Linked DNA regions of Canis lupus: region 2 is linked to region 1. A link is a contact called in public Hi-C data. All regions are on one chromosome and are shown on one strand. The core of a region is the stretch at or near the end of the contact, and the rest is flanking DNA. Distances in the headings are between cores, read along the strand shown. Region 1 has its middle 21 kb from the start of ZNF395. Region 2 overlaps ZNF395 (zinc finger protein 395).

Region 1 (7,127 bases), core at 3,558-6,057:
GTTTTAAGGAAGCTTTAAGAGTTGGGCCAGGAGGAGGGAGGATTGTTCCTTCTGTAGGATAGAGCAGGACTTTTTAAACATTTTCCTTTACACATGCTCTTCTCCCTGTTACACTACCGAGGGTCAGACACTTAACTGAGGCAGGCTCATAAGAGACAATTTATCAGGATATTTTGCAGAGTTAACATAGGCAAAATCCACATTGCTCAATAATTCAGGATTATCTAAGCAACCATGCTAACTAGCCAAGAGACAGAGGCCTCTGCTCTATCTAAGGGCATTGGTGAGTGACCTGCTCTCATCTGTGATGCTAGCTCCTGGAGCTAAGGAAACAATCAGTGACCAGAGACTGCAGGAAAGAGTGCTGGACACCTGTGATCTGAGCACCTCCTCTGTAAGATGATAACTAGACAATGGATAAAGTCCCTCCTAGATTGAAAATTCAATTTTTTGATGATTTAGTGATACTAAGAGAATGGCTAATAATCTAAAGAAACCTGAAAGCCCACCCTGGGAAGAAGAGTTAAAGCGGTCTTCAAGAACATCACAAGGCCAGCTGCCCAGATGGGAGCTGCCAGGCAAACACATGAGCAGTACTGACTTCAAAGATAAGGTAAAACAAGAGGCTCCAGGTGCGGGCCCCAAGAGCAAGCTGCCTTTATGGGGCTAGGGAAGCAGGCCAGCTTAATGGATAGAATATGGTAAAACCACGTGATGACAAATATGCAGCCAAATAGAAGTAAACATGAAAAGTGGTTGCTGCTGCTATGTTTTGATCCCATCAGGGCTGTGATATGATTGCATGAGTATAGACAGTACATAAGGTTGAAAATATAAGAGAAAGTGTAGATCCTGTTCAGGTCACGCTCTCTCTCTGCAGGTGCAAAAGTGGGGAGGGGGAGCAACATGTGTTATTAGTTGCAGGTATCAAGGAGTCAGATAAACTACTCTGAGCTACAGTTTCCTTATCTATAAAAGGAGCCACCTTCCTTCACAGGGTGGTTATGACCTGTTATAACACTCAAAGCAAGACAGGGCTCAATAGAGTGACTTTTTTTTTTAAGATTTTATTTATTTATTCATGAGAGACACAGGGAGAGAGGCAAAGACACAGGCAGAGGGAGAAGCAGGCTCCATGCAGGGAGCCTGATGCAAGACTCCATCCCCGGACCGGGGATCATGCCCTGACCCCAAGACGCTCAACCGCTGAGCCACTGAGGCATCCCTAGAGTGACTATTATTATTCATTCTTATAATGCAATGCCACAGCTCTGGAAAGCTTCATAGTCCCTTCAGCCACTAATTTGGGCACTAAATCTTCCAGGATCATGACTTGCCAAAGCATCCTGAGTGGGGAGGCGGTCAGGTTTCCAGGGCTTTCTTCCCCACCCTTGGCATTTTGCACTTACCTTTATTACAGCACTTGTCCATTTAAATTTAATTTTTTGTGGAATAAGGCTGAGTGAGGTCATTTGTATATGGAATGTTGTTTCTTTTACTCTCCAGTTTATTTTATTCTCTAAGGTCCAAGCTATGTGGGAGCTTTTCTGTACTGAAATATATTTGACATATAATATTTTTTTAGAGATTTTATTTATTTATTTATTTATCCATGAGAGACAGAGAGAGAGAGAGTCAGACACAGGCAGAGGGAGAAGCAGGCTCCATGCAGGGAGCTGGACGTGGGACTTGATCCTGGGACTCTAGGATCATGCCCTGAGCTGAAGGCAGACACCCAACCACTGAGCCACCCAGGTGTCCCCTGACATATAATATTGTGTAAGTTTAAAGTTCACATGTTGAGGGGATCCCTGGGTGGCTCAATGGTTTGGCCCAGGGCCCGGTCCTGGAGTCCTGGGATCGAGTTCCGCACTGGGCTCCTTGCATGGAGCCTGCTTCTCCCTCTGCCTGTGTCTCTGCCTCTCTCTCTCTGTGTCTATCATGAATAAATAAATAAATAAATAAGTCCTTTTTTTAAAAAAGTGCACATGTTGACTTGATGCATCTATATATTACAATATGATCACTATTGTAGCATTAGCTAGACCTTCATCATGTCACCAAATGATCATTTCTTTTTTTGTGGTGGGAATAATTAAGAAGATTTAGTATCTTAGCAAGTTTGAGGTCTATAATACAGTATTATTGTCTATAATCACTATGTTAAACATTAGATCTCCAGGACTGTGTATCTACTAGTTTGAACTCTTTTTTTTTTTTTAAGATTTATTTATTTATTTGAGAAAAAGAATGCAAGCATGAGGGGTACTGGTAAAGGGAAGAAAGAGGGAGAGTCATAAGCAGACTCCAGGCTGAGCCTAAAGCATGTAGCCTGACACGGGGCTCAAACCTACGACCCTGAGATCATGACCTGAGTAGAAACCAAGAATCAGACTCTCAACCACTGTGCCACCCAGGTGCCCCTCTACTAGTTTGTACTCTTAAACAACATCTCTCCTACTTCCCTGCTTCCCCTATCCCCCAGCCCTTGGTAACCACCATCTCACCCTTTTTCTTTTTTTTTTTTTTGAATGAGTTTAGCTTTTCTTAGATTCCATATGTAAATGATACCATGTAATATTTGTCTTTCTCTGTCTGATTTACCTCACTTAGTTTAATGTCCGCAAGGTTCATCCGTTATTGCAAATGGCAGGATTTCTTATTGCAAATGCCAGGATTTCCTTCCTTCACATGACTAAATAATATTCCATGGTGTGTATGTATGTGTGTGTATATATGCACATATACCACACCTTCTTCCTGAATTATTCTTGATGGACAGTTAGGTTGTTTCTCCAGGGGATCTTTTCTTTTTTCCTTTCTTTCTTTTTTCTTTTTTTAGAGAGAGAGGCAGAAGGAGAGAGAATCTTAAGCAGGCTCCACACCCAGCATGCAGCCTGACACAGGACTTGATCTCATGACCCTAAGATCATGACCCAAGTTGAAATCAAGAGTCAGAAGATTGGGCACCTGGGTGGCTCAGCAGTTGAGCATCTGCCTTCAGCTCAGGTTGTGATCCTGGGGTCCTAGGATCGAGTCCCAGATGGAGGTCCCCCTGGGGAATCTGCTTCTCCCTCTGCCTGTGTCTCTGCTTCTCTCTGTGTCTCTCATGAATAAAATCTTTAAAAAAGTCAGAAGCTTAACAGACTGAGCCACACAGGCACCCCTCCAGGGGATTCACTAATAACAATAATTATTTAACACCTCAACCTTGACTTATTGACCTGACTCCATGGGAGCCACCACATCTATTGGCCAGCTGAGGCTCCTGAGGAAACATGCTGAAGGAGCCTCATCTAGAGGCAGGGGAGGCCAGGGTTCTGGAAGAGAGATTTCTTTCTTTTTCTCTCTCTCTTTCTTTCTTTCAGATTTATTTATTCATGAGAGACACGGAGAGAGGCAGAGACATAGACAGAGGGAGAAGCGGGCTCCCTGAAAGGACCTTGATGTGGGAATCAATCCCGGAACCCCAGGATCACACCGTGAGCCAAAGGCAGATGCTCAACCACTGAGCCACCCAAGGCATCCTCCCTGGAAAAGAGATTTCTAACTTATTCCTCTTCCATTTCTAAGACACTGATTGGGTGATATTGTTGATCAGCTTTAGGGGAATAGAAAATGATGGGGAAACTGAAAAAGTGGCCAACGTTTCCAATAGTTTGAATGTCTGAATCCCAAAGGCTCTGAATTTTTCTTTACATTTTTAATGTAAGGAGGAAGGTAGAGCAGAGGTGTGCTCAGAAGGACAGATGGGGATACCTATTCAAGGCCTGATGTCATTCTCTGATTCATAATGATAGGTATAGTAAGAGTGGCCATTCATTCAGTGAGACTGGAAATATAGATTAGTACAGACACTGTAGAGAACAATTTAATATGAAGAATAAAGAATTTTTAAAATATTTGCATCCTTTGGACCTTTAAAAACTGAAAATGGTTACAACATTTTGGTACAAAATGGTACAGCTATACAATGTTTGTATAGAACTATAACCAAAAAAAAAAACAAAACAAAACAAAAAAAAACCTCGATGTGCTCAAGGAAATGAGAAATGTTTATATGAAGAAAAAAAAAACACTCAATAATTTGCACAGAATTCGCAATTCTGTAAAAATATATATCCATAGCAACATGTGAAGAAGTATCCCAATATGTACGCCTTTGCTTGTGAGTAGTGAAATTGTGGGTGCTTTTTAAAAAAAAAAAAAAATTGGTCTAATTACTTACACTTTTCTGTCTTTGCCACAGTTTACACAGTAAGCACATACTGCTTTGATTCGATGGTGGCGGAGGGAGGTTGAAACTGACCTCAAATCTCCCCAGTTTCCTTCCCAATTCTCTGCAGGTTGATTTCCTCCAAGACCCCTCTTGAAAGGTTTGAGGGCGGTCCCAGCCCGGTGGCTCAGGGCCTGATCCTGGGGTCCTGGGATCGAGTCCTCCCCCTCCCCCGCAGGGAGCCTGCTTCTCCCCCTGCCCAGGTCTCTGCCTCTCTCTCTCTCTCTCTGGGTTTTTCATGAATAAATAAATAAAATCTTAAAAGAAGAAGAAGTTTGGAGGGTCCCCGCGGAGGAGCGGGGCCGGGGCAGGAAGGTTGGAGAGGCCGAGGCCAGGCGGCCCGGCTCGTGGGGTGTCTGCGAGTCCGCGGCGAGCTGCACCCACGCCCCGCGCGCCCCGCCCGCCCCGCCCGCCGGCCACGCGCCGCCCCAGCCCCGTCCCTCCCGGGGGCGCCTCGCCCTGGGGTGGCGGCCGGCGGAGGCGCCCGGGCCGGGGAGGCAGAGCCAGGCCCCTCCCCGCCAGCTCAGCCTCCCGGCGCGCGAGGCCCGAGGGCGGCGGCGCGGACGTGCCCGGGCCCACGGAGGCCTCCCTGCGCCACCCCGGGCGCGCGGCCGGCGGGCGGGGAGGGCGGGGAGCGCGGGGAGCGCGGCGGGCCCCAGGCCCGGGCCCCGCCGAGGGCGCGGGCGGAGGAGGGGGAGGGGGCGGGGGCGGCCGCGCTCGGCCCCTTTGTCCCGCAGTCGCTCCGGCCGGCGGGTCCGAGGGCTCCCGAGCCGGGCGCGCGCGTGGGCGCCGCTGCGGGGCGGCCTCGGGGCCGCCGGGGGTGCGCGCTCGCCTGGGCCTCGCCGTGGGCGCGCCTTCCTCGCCTGGGCCGCTTTGCCCCGGCTCCCCGCCGCTCCCGTGCTGCGTCCGACGCGCCACGGGCCTTGAACCCCTCGGTCTCCACTTCTGGACCCGCACGCTCCCCGCAGCGGCCCCGGGTCCTCGCCGCCGTCCCCGCCCTCCGCCGGCACACGTGCACGACACACTGCCCCTCTCCCTGTCCTCCCCAGATGTTCCCCACGGAGAAAAGAGTTTACGCCTGCTCCCTCAACCTGAACCAGCTACGCAATTGGCAGAGGCTACAGGGCAAGATGAACCCGCAGGACTCCCGCGGGGGGCTCAGCGGTTTGGAGCCTGCCGTCCGTCCCGCGTGTGATCCTGGAGTCCAGGGATCGGGTCCCGTCGGGCTCCCTGCGTGGAGCCTGCTTCTCCCTCCTCCTGTGTCTCTGCCTCTCTCTCTCTCTCTCTCTCTCTCTCCGTGTCTCTCATGAATAAATAAATAAAATATTTTTAAAAAATGTTAAGAACTTCAAGAACATTAAACCAAGCCAGGGGCCCTTAAGCGCAGGAGCCTGTGAGTGATGGCACCCAGGAAGCTGGCCTTGCCAGCACATCTCTATCCTCAAGCCTATGCCCTAACCTACCTCCACCAATGTCCCCTGTTAAAAGGACACACGAATAGTCATAGTCTCTTCCTTGTGGCTAGTTATTAGAACCGGGGATCTTTCCTCTTGGTCAGCCATCTCCTTTAACTTCTTCACAGCTTTCACACAGCTGGCTGGTCTTGTCCCTATAAAATCCCCGTTTCCTTTGGTTTCTGTAATGGGTCACTATTGCGTTTCCCTCACTCTCTAGTGCATTCATTCCTCCAAGGCCTTGCCGGCTTCCCTTTCTCCCATTCTGCAACTGTGTGTGTTCCAAAGCTTACGTCCTCATTCTTTCTAATGCCCCTGGAGAGATTGTCTTTTGTGTTTGGAAAGTTCCAGGCTTTCTCTGAAGCCCAGATTTCCTCCCAAGCCCTAGTCTCACTTTCCTAATTCTCAGGTGTCCTGGCAACCCCAAAGTAACAAGTCAAGAATTGAATATATGCTTCTTTGCCCTTCCCTTCCTTCCTTCTTTCCTTCTTTGTGGGAACTGAGCAAAAAATAAAATAAAATAAACCAAGCCTGGGACCCTTCTAAGTGCAAGACCCAACGCAGCTTCACAGGTGGTCGTGCCATGAAGCCAGTCTTGCCACCACCTTTCAAAGCATCTCCTCATGAAATAGTTTAGTAATCAGGCAGGGAGATGAGTAACTTTACCATAGAAAAACCTGTCAGGTACCGTCTTAAGTCATGAAAGTCAACATCACAAGCGATGACATAAATCAGTACTGTGTGGGGCACCTGGGTGGCTCAGTGGTTGAGCATCTGCCGTTGGCTCAGGGCATCCTGGGGTGGAGTCCTGCATCCGGCTCCCCATGGAAAGCCTGCTTCTCCTTCTGCCTATGTCTCTGCCTCTCTCTGTTTCTCTGAATAAATAAATACAATCCTTTAAAAAAAAAATCAGTACAGTGTGCCATCTGATGACACAGTGAGCTTGCAGTCATTTCTGTGGTATTCCAGTCAAAGATGCATAACCTGGTCTAATCATGAGGAAACACTGGACAAACCCAAACCAAGGGACAGCCTACAAAAGGGTCTGTAAAAAAAAAAAAAAAAAGGCCATGAAAGTAAAATCGAGGAATTTCTGTAGAATGAAGGAGATTTGAAAGACATGACAGTTGGGTGCAATCCATGATCCTATGTTGGATCCTTTTGGTATAAAGGACATTATTGAGATGACAGGCAAAGGGACTATAATGTTTATTTTGCACTTATTTATTTATTTATTTATTTATTTATTCATGATAGTCACACACACACAGAGAGAGAGAGGCAGAGAGGCAGAGACACAAGCAGGCTCCATGCACCGGGAGCCTGACGTGGGATTCGATCCCGGGTCTCCAGGATCGACCCCGGGCCAAAGGCAGGCACCAAACCGCTGCGCCACC
Region 2 (7,090 bases), core at 3,871-6,370, 64 kb before region 1:
TCAGGACCATCCCATAAGCAGAATATGTACTTACTTTTTCCTAAGGCATTTGGCCACTCATCAAGAAACTCAGGAATAGAGCCAAAAGCATATTTCCCATTGTCAAGATAAGCAGTACTGAAAAATGCTTATTGCCTGGGTTGTAATCTTAGTGTCCTTATTTCCCAACATATGCCCTTGGGTAAGTTCTTTAACCTCTGTGCTGCCTCCTTCTCATCTGTAAAATGGGAATAATAGTAGTAACTTTCATGGGGTTATTCAGGTAAGCACTTGGCCTGGCTCCTAATGGTCCCTATTATTACAAGCTAATGAATGCGCGTAGGCTTTGCCCAAATGCCATCATGTGTTTACCACCAAGAACAACAGTAATCTTAGCCTCTGTAGAGGGGGAGGGAGTAGAGGGACAGGCACACATGAAATCAGACAATGTACCATTTTATTCCTTATAAAATATATTTCATATTGTCGCTGTAAAAACATTACATTTCACATTTTTAAAAAAATTTTTTTAACAGTAAAAATAATACTTGGAAGACAGCTGGGGGGAAAAGGCGCCAATAAGACAAATTCACAGATGGGATTTATCTCCCTCTTCTCTCTTTCCTTTTTTTTTTTTTTTTTTTTTTTAAATTTTTGGCCCTGGTAAAGTCAGAACCTGGGAGGACCAGAAAGTAACAGGACAGATTTCTTCAAACAAATGAGTTTCTCACATCCAAATCAATGCTGTCCTCCAAGGAGTCAAGCTATAGGCTTATATCAGAAAGTTGGTATCACTCAGAATGCTCTCTGAAATTACAAAATTGCTTTCACAGCCAGCTTAAAAGCCACATAATTAAATCCAGCTATTTCCCTCACTAGTCGGTCCATGAGCTTTGCCCCTGTGATCTCACTTGACCACAGACATCATTCACTGGACTCTGCACTGAATGAGCATGGGTGCAGATTGAGAATCATTAAGGCTGTCCGAAGCAGGCACCACAGACTCCAGAGGCAACCCCAAGAAAAACTTTGAATAGGGGTAACATCCCTGGAATAAATGGTTTCCCCAAATCATTTCTTTTGAAAATCGGTCCTGTTAGTTTCCAGTGCACAGCTGTGGCACCTGCCCTCCTGTCAGATTCTGCTGCCCAGGTGGGCTGGGAAGTAGGGAGAGATGCGGAGATGCAGGAAACAGGCATAATCGCTGATCAGTTCACAAGCCACCCCCACCCTCCAAGAAGAAACAAATGGGGCAACCCCACGGACAGACCACATGTCAAGAACCAACACAACAGCCACAAGATGGGAGCGGAGGCCGCCACCGCCACCACCACCTATAAGGAGAGAGGAACAGATACAGACAGGGAAAGCTGCACCAAAATAAAACATTAAAAAAAAAAAAAAAACCACCTCAGTTTTTAAACTGTTTCATCCCTTTCTTCTTTCTCTCTGCCTCTTCTGCCCTGGGTACCAACGACATGAGAAGCCTACCTCACTTAGAGGAAATCTTGATAGCCAGCTATATCTACACAGACCAAACTGAGGGAAAAATGAAAATAGCTTTTCTAATGACGAGACTCAGCCAGAGCTGTGATTAAGAAGGGAAGGGAAGACGCTGCTAGGCAGAGTCCTCACGTCTCAAAAGCTCCCTCCCCTCGCTGGTAAGAGCTGAAGATAGACAACAAGCAACCACCTGCTGTCAGCTTTTAATTCTCTCAGAGGTGGAAGGGACAGGAAGGAGGACCCCGGGCCACCTCTTGCTGGCCTGGTTTTGAGCTTTAGGGACAGATTCCACATACTTTTTCTTTCTTATTTTTTTTTTTTTTACTAAGTTATAAAAATATACCCCATCACCACCACAGACACCCATACATGGGTGTCTTTCCCTCCATCACCAAACCTGGGTCACTATCACCCTTTGCAACATCACATCTCTAAGGTCAGCGGGTTTTCTCACACTCAGTGTGTCCCAGATTGACAAGCGTCTGTGCGGCTCCCACGTGAAGTGGCCAAAGGAGCCTCGACAGCCAGGGATTTTCACCTGGGAGTAAGAGGACAACCTCAGTTACAGCCAGGGGATGGACTTGGTGACATTCCTGAACCCCTGACCTCTGGCGTGTAGGTGCAGTGCCGGTACCCAAGGCAGGTGAGCAGCAGGGGGCCACATTCATGCAGGCCTGAGGAACTCCCAGACACACACATAGGGCTAAAACAAAATGTGTCCTGCTCCTCAGCTCATCTGGTCTCAATTAAGCACAGATGGGCAGGGTTCTAAACTCCCCACCCACATCTCCCTTCTTGTCAACAAAAATAGCTTTGCTTATTTACTCCACAAACAGTGCCATCCAGGCTCCCCTCCATTCCTGAGGGCTCCAGAAACAGCAAAGGCTAAAAAAGCACCAGGAGCTGCTCATCCAACTCCCCCCCGCAGGAGTTCCTCCTCCACTCTTTTACCGTCCCCCTCCTACCTGCAGGGAAGAAATGGGTGTCCAGCAGGTCTCGGCCTCAAACTGACCTTCCCACCACAGGGACTGGACCAACATGGATAAAAATCCAGAGGCCGCTGACACTGATGGAAGACTCCTGTCCTACCCGTCACCTCAGGAAGATTGGATTCTCTCGGACCCTCTGAGCCAACAGAACAATCTGGAACCTGCCAACTCCCTCTCCATAGTGGGGGCAAGCTGCCACTTACTTTTCTGTCTCTTCTTTCCTCCCTCCATCCCCCCACACCAGCCCTAACTGCAGCCTCAGGAAAGTATGAGAAAATCCCTGGTAAAACCAGAGACCGAGGAACCTGTGCAGAGTGTGACGAAGGAGGGAGGGCCTCTCACTCAAGTGGAAGGGAGCCGGAATCAGATAAAAGGCTTCTGAATACAGTGGAAAAGAACACAAAGTGTTTTAGAGGTGTCCTGTCCATAACTGGAGGGAGGAACATCAAGAGGGAGTTTACTCAGGTAACAGCAGAGGGCTTTCACAGACACTAAAACCCTCCAGCTTTTCCTCAAGGAAAGACGGGAGAACGATCAAGGTAGTGTTTAATTGCCACATTTTTCAAAAAGTGAATTCATATAGCCTTTTGGCTCAGCTATTTGGGGGACAATCTTTAAAAACCTACTAGTCTGGGCTTTGAGAAGAAGCCATACAAATTTGTTGGGATGTAACCCAACAGCTGAGTGACCCCAGATTCAAATCGTTGTCATCAAGAAAGGGTTTTCCTTTTACTTCCATGGAAGCTGCTCGGTGAGAACAGGCTCTCCCTTCTCCTGGATGCGGGTGGAGAAGAGGGGCCGGCTGTACCTTAAAAAGTGCACAGATTCCCCACTCCTCCCACCCTATCCACAGCAGGTCCTGCTCTCGGACTCATCAGCCAGAAACTTCTTTTTTTTTTTTTTTTTTTTTAAGAAAAGTAAATTCATCTTGCTCACCGTCCCTTCTGGAAGAGTTGAGAAAGCAAAGAATTCACCAACTCAGCAGGAAACAGAATGAGCTGTTCCGTCTTTTGAAACATGCAAACTAATCCCCTAGAGAGAGACTCAGGAAAGGGAGGGTAATTAATTCTTTGGTCTCTGGTTCACTGCAGACTACCCTTGGTCAGTTTTGGCTCTCTCTCCTATTCTGGGGGAGGGGGGATATTTTCCTTTCTTCTTTTAAAAACTAAACTGTTCCCCAAAGGGAGGGGGAAATGTGTTAAGTATTGAACCTTAGCCAATAGAGCCCAAACTCCCCATGTCCACTCTATGTTTTAGGTTTCTGCTGAGGGCTTGTGACACATCTGTCTTTTGTCATCTGGCTGCCAGTCAGGGCAGGGAGCAAAGAGGAGGAGCCGGTGGGACAGGTTCAGTCCAGGAAGCGCTGGCAGGCCTTCTTCCAGCGGCAGGCTGTACACCACTGGTCCCGGTGCTCGATGCCATACACTTTACGGCACTTCTTAGCCTCCCCACGGGCTTTCCTGTCAAAAAGGAAGAATGAGGGTACAGACGTGCACTGGTAGTTAAGACGTGGAGCACAGCACAGCCTGGCATGAGGCTGAGCAAACCAGCAAGGCTGAAAAGGTGGGAGCCAATGGGCCAAAGGAGCAAAGTCCCCTCCACACCCCACTACCACCACCGTCCCCCTGCATCCAGCATGTCCCCAGCTGCCTCTTCCACCCCCCAACCAGGGAACTAACCCTGGAGACTAGGCTCGCTGGGCTATAGTTGACACCTAGAGTGGACATGGTGGGGACAGAGGCCAGAGGGGAGGCCACAGGAGCAAACGGTCTCACCTGGCACTGCTCTGGGCCCGAGGTGGAGAAGTAACAATCAGGTGAGATTTCATTGCAGGCGGTGGCTGCTGGGGCTCGCTGAAGCTTAGCGACCGGCTCCGGACCTGGGCACAGAGAGAGGGGCCATCAGCACAGGCCGGGGACACCAGGACAGTAGTGAAAGGTTGCAGAGTGAGGGCAGGCCTTTAAGGCACACTTCCGTGCCTAAAGCAGGTGCCTCTGGCAGGGGAGCCTCTTAACCTGGCCACCTGTAGGTTTAAGTGGAATCACTGCAGGTAGAACAAAGGAGGGGCTGTGCTGCCTCAGTGGCTTCTGCAAGCACTCAGACTTGACAACATGTGACACCTTCCCATAGGAGATATTTAAGGCCAGGACCCACTGTGAGTGGCTCAAAAGGATTTCAGATTGATTTTAGTTCAGAGGTAAGCAACACCCTCACAAGCTCCCATCATGTGTCTTGCCTACCCTCATCCTCTCCACCTTCCCTTCTTCTCTCCCTTTTTCTCCTCTGCACACTGGAACCTTAACAAGCACCCACAGATAACTCAGGACTCAGCAGGGCACCGACCCCACACTTGCCCAGTGACTTCCCTGGCAGCAAACTTGCCTGATCTGGATGCTCCTTCTCACACACCTGCTCCTGAGAGGGGCTGTGACCATTAGGGAGTGCCAGGCAAGGGGAAGAGTGCATGTAGGCCATCTAGAAGTCTGGGGACTGGAAACAAGTACAGGGGCTTGGGGGGGATGGCCTCCAGCACCAGTAACATACAGAAGAGCCTTGGGCTGGCTCTGGGCCCACCAGAGGTGCCCAGGGGCTCAGAGACAGACAAACTCACCGGAGAGAGGGAGGAGGCCGTGGAGGGGGCGGCAGCCCAGCTAATACTGGTGTAGATGTGTGGCGACACGGGGATCTGAAAGGACGGCAGGGCCTGCCAAAGACAAGAGCAGGTCGGCCTCAGGCCCACTTGTTCGAGCAGTGTGCAAGTCTACCCATGCTCCCTAGAACTTCTAGGTACTCATACCACAGCAGAGTATGGGCCTCCAAGCAGACAATAGTGGGATGCACCCAAACACTCTGCCTGGGGGAGACACCAGCAAGCCCAAGTCTTCAAGTTACTCCTTAGTCCCAGGCTCCAATCCTTTTTTGGATCCCTTCTCTCAGAGCTGGTCTCTGTGCCAGCCTCACGACTGAATCATCACTGTGGATTAGCATCAGTTGGCTCACCTTCCAAGAACATGCTAAAGGCAGTGCCCCCAAAGAAGTCCAAAACCCTTCTAAGCACAGGTGGTATTGCTATACTAAGTATATGGTGTCCCCAGGCAACCACTTGGAAGGAGGCAACACTCTCCTAGATGTTCGGGTTTAGGTCTGTTTGTAAAAACACCAATTGCCCTCTCTAGGGCCCCGCTTGAGGGTCAGCCAGCAGCCCAAAGGGCCCCCTGAAGTTGGCCAAACATGAACTAGCCAAGCAGCCACTCATTCTAAGGAGAGCTGGCTCATTTTGTAAAGTCTTTCTGATTGAAAGCACTGCTTTTTAATTACTGACTTGTAAGCCAGGCTGGAGTCTGATAAAACCAAGCTGTAAGCCTAAAAGGATGTTTTTAAAAAATGGCACAGAGCAAGTTGTGCATTCACTGAGTACTTATGTGTGGTAAAGATCAGCTTATGTGTCACCCCCTCTACGATAACTTGCCCAGCCACACGGGCATGATAGCTTGGTTCTTCCTGTACCCACAACAATTTCTCCTGCCTCTCAAAAGGCATTTTGACTACTTATTATAATTAATCAGACTTACATATTCATTTCTCTCTCCCGCTAAACCATGCACTTCACACCTTCAGCGACTATTTCTTACTCTATTTGAAAAGCTTAGCTGAATGCTTGACACATAGTAGGTGCTCAAAAACATGGGTGCCGGGTTATTTGTTAACGTCACACAATTTTAGGAGGTAGGGATTTACCGTGGGAAGCCCGAATCCACAACTCCATCCCCTGGTATAACCAGGGATATAACAATTCCCCAGTCCAAATCCATCGACCAGGTCACTCGGATTCAACCAGATTTCTAGTAACTACTCATGACAGCCACCGATGGAGAACTATGGAATTCCCACATTTATTGACCATGAAGTCATTTTTCTTTTCTTCTTTGTAGAAGTTAGCAATTAGCAATCTAGCCAAAGGCCTCAGCCTTCGATCAGGCTGACCAGTGACAGGTCAGACACCAAACATCCTCATGGCCACAAGGCTGAGCTCCCAATGTCCACCAGTCCCATACCTGGTACGCATGGTCGGCCTGAATGTGCCAGAAGGAGCCAGGAGCTGACTTGCTGAGAGCACCAGACGGCAGGTAAGACTCCAGGCCAGGGTGTTCTGGGCCTGAGGACTGGGTTTTGGGAGGAGGTGGTGGAAGGAGAGCAAGAGGAGGGCTGGTCATGCCGGGGGTGGGTGCTGGGTCAGCTGCAGGGGTGCCAGCAGCAGCGGCTTCCTCCTTCATCTGCACCTCTGTGTAGTAGAAATCCTCCTCCCGCTTGAACTGGTCAGAGTCCACAGTGTCTCTGTGAGGGAGGGAGATGTGGTGATGGTCAGGGACAAGTTGTCTCAGGTCAAACACAGGGACACTGTGGCACAAGAGGGAAGAGTGATGGCTCAGGCCAACCCAGCCAAGGCAGGGAAGGAGACCAAGAGAACCCTCAAAGGTCTCACTGCTGATGCAAAGGATGATGTGCTTACACATTAGTGGGAACTGTTTTTCCTCATACCTAAGGTTCCTCCTCTCAAGGGATGTGTGCACACCTCTCCTCCTGCAATAGTCATCTGACTCTGCAACGGGTCCCCTCTG

What was found. Hi-C and Micro-C count contacts between places; a contact is called where the count stands out from the background.
Region 2: a Hi-C map of skin fibroblasts shows a contact between it and region 1, with 2.2 times the contacts expected there. The contact joins two enhancer-like sites. A contact is called at or near these places in 5 of 9 Hi-C or Micro-C datasets (blood, liver and skin fibroblasts).

The regions. Positions count from the first base shown.
Region 1 is chr25:29,320,206-29,327,332 of UU_Cfam_GSD_1.0, reverse strand. No RefSeq gene overlaps it. Among named protein-coding and RNA genes, the nearest start is that of ZNF395, 21 kb to the left of the region's middle. Within about 2 kb of position 4,807, at least 12 of the 20 cell types and tissues checked have an H3K27ac peak or open chromatin away from gene starts, as enhancers often do.
Region 2 is chr25:29,384,656-29,391,745 of UU_Cfam_GSD_1.0, reverse strand. ZNF395 (zinc finger protein 395) reads right to left here. Exons shown (of 10, transcript XM_038573723.1): 7 at 6,527-6,806; 8 at 5,083-5,175; 9 at 4,247-4,350; 10 at 420-3,931. The coding sequence ends at 3,820. Among named protein-coding and RNA genes, the nearest start is that of PNOC, 27 kb to the left of the region's middle. Within about 2 kb of position 5,120, at least 4 of the 20 cell types and tissues checked have an H3K27ac peak or open chromatin away from gene starts, as enhancers often do.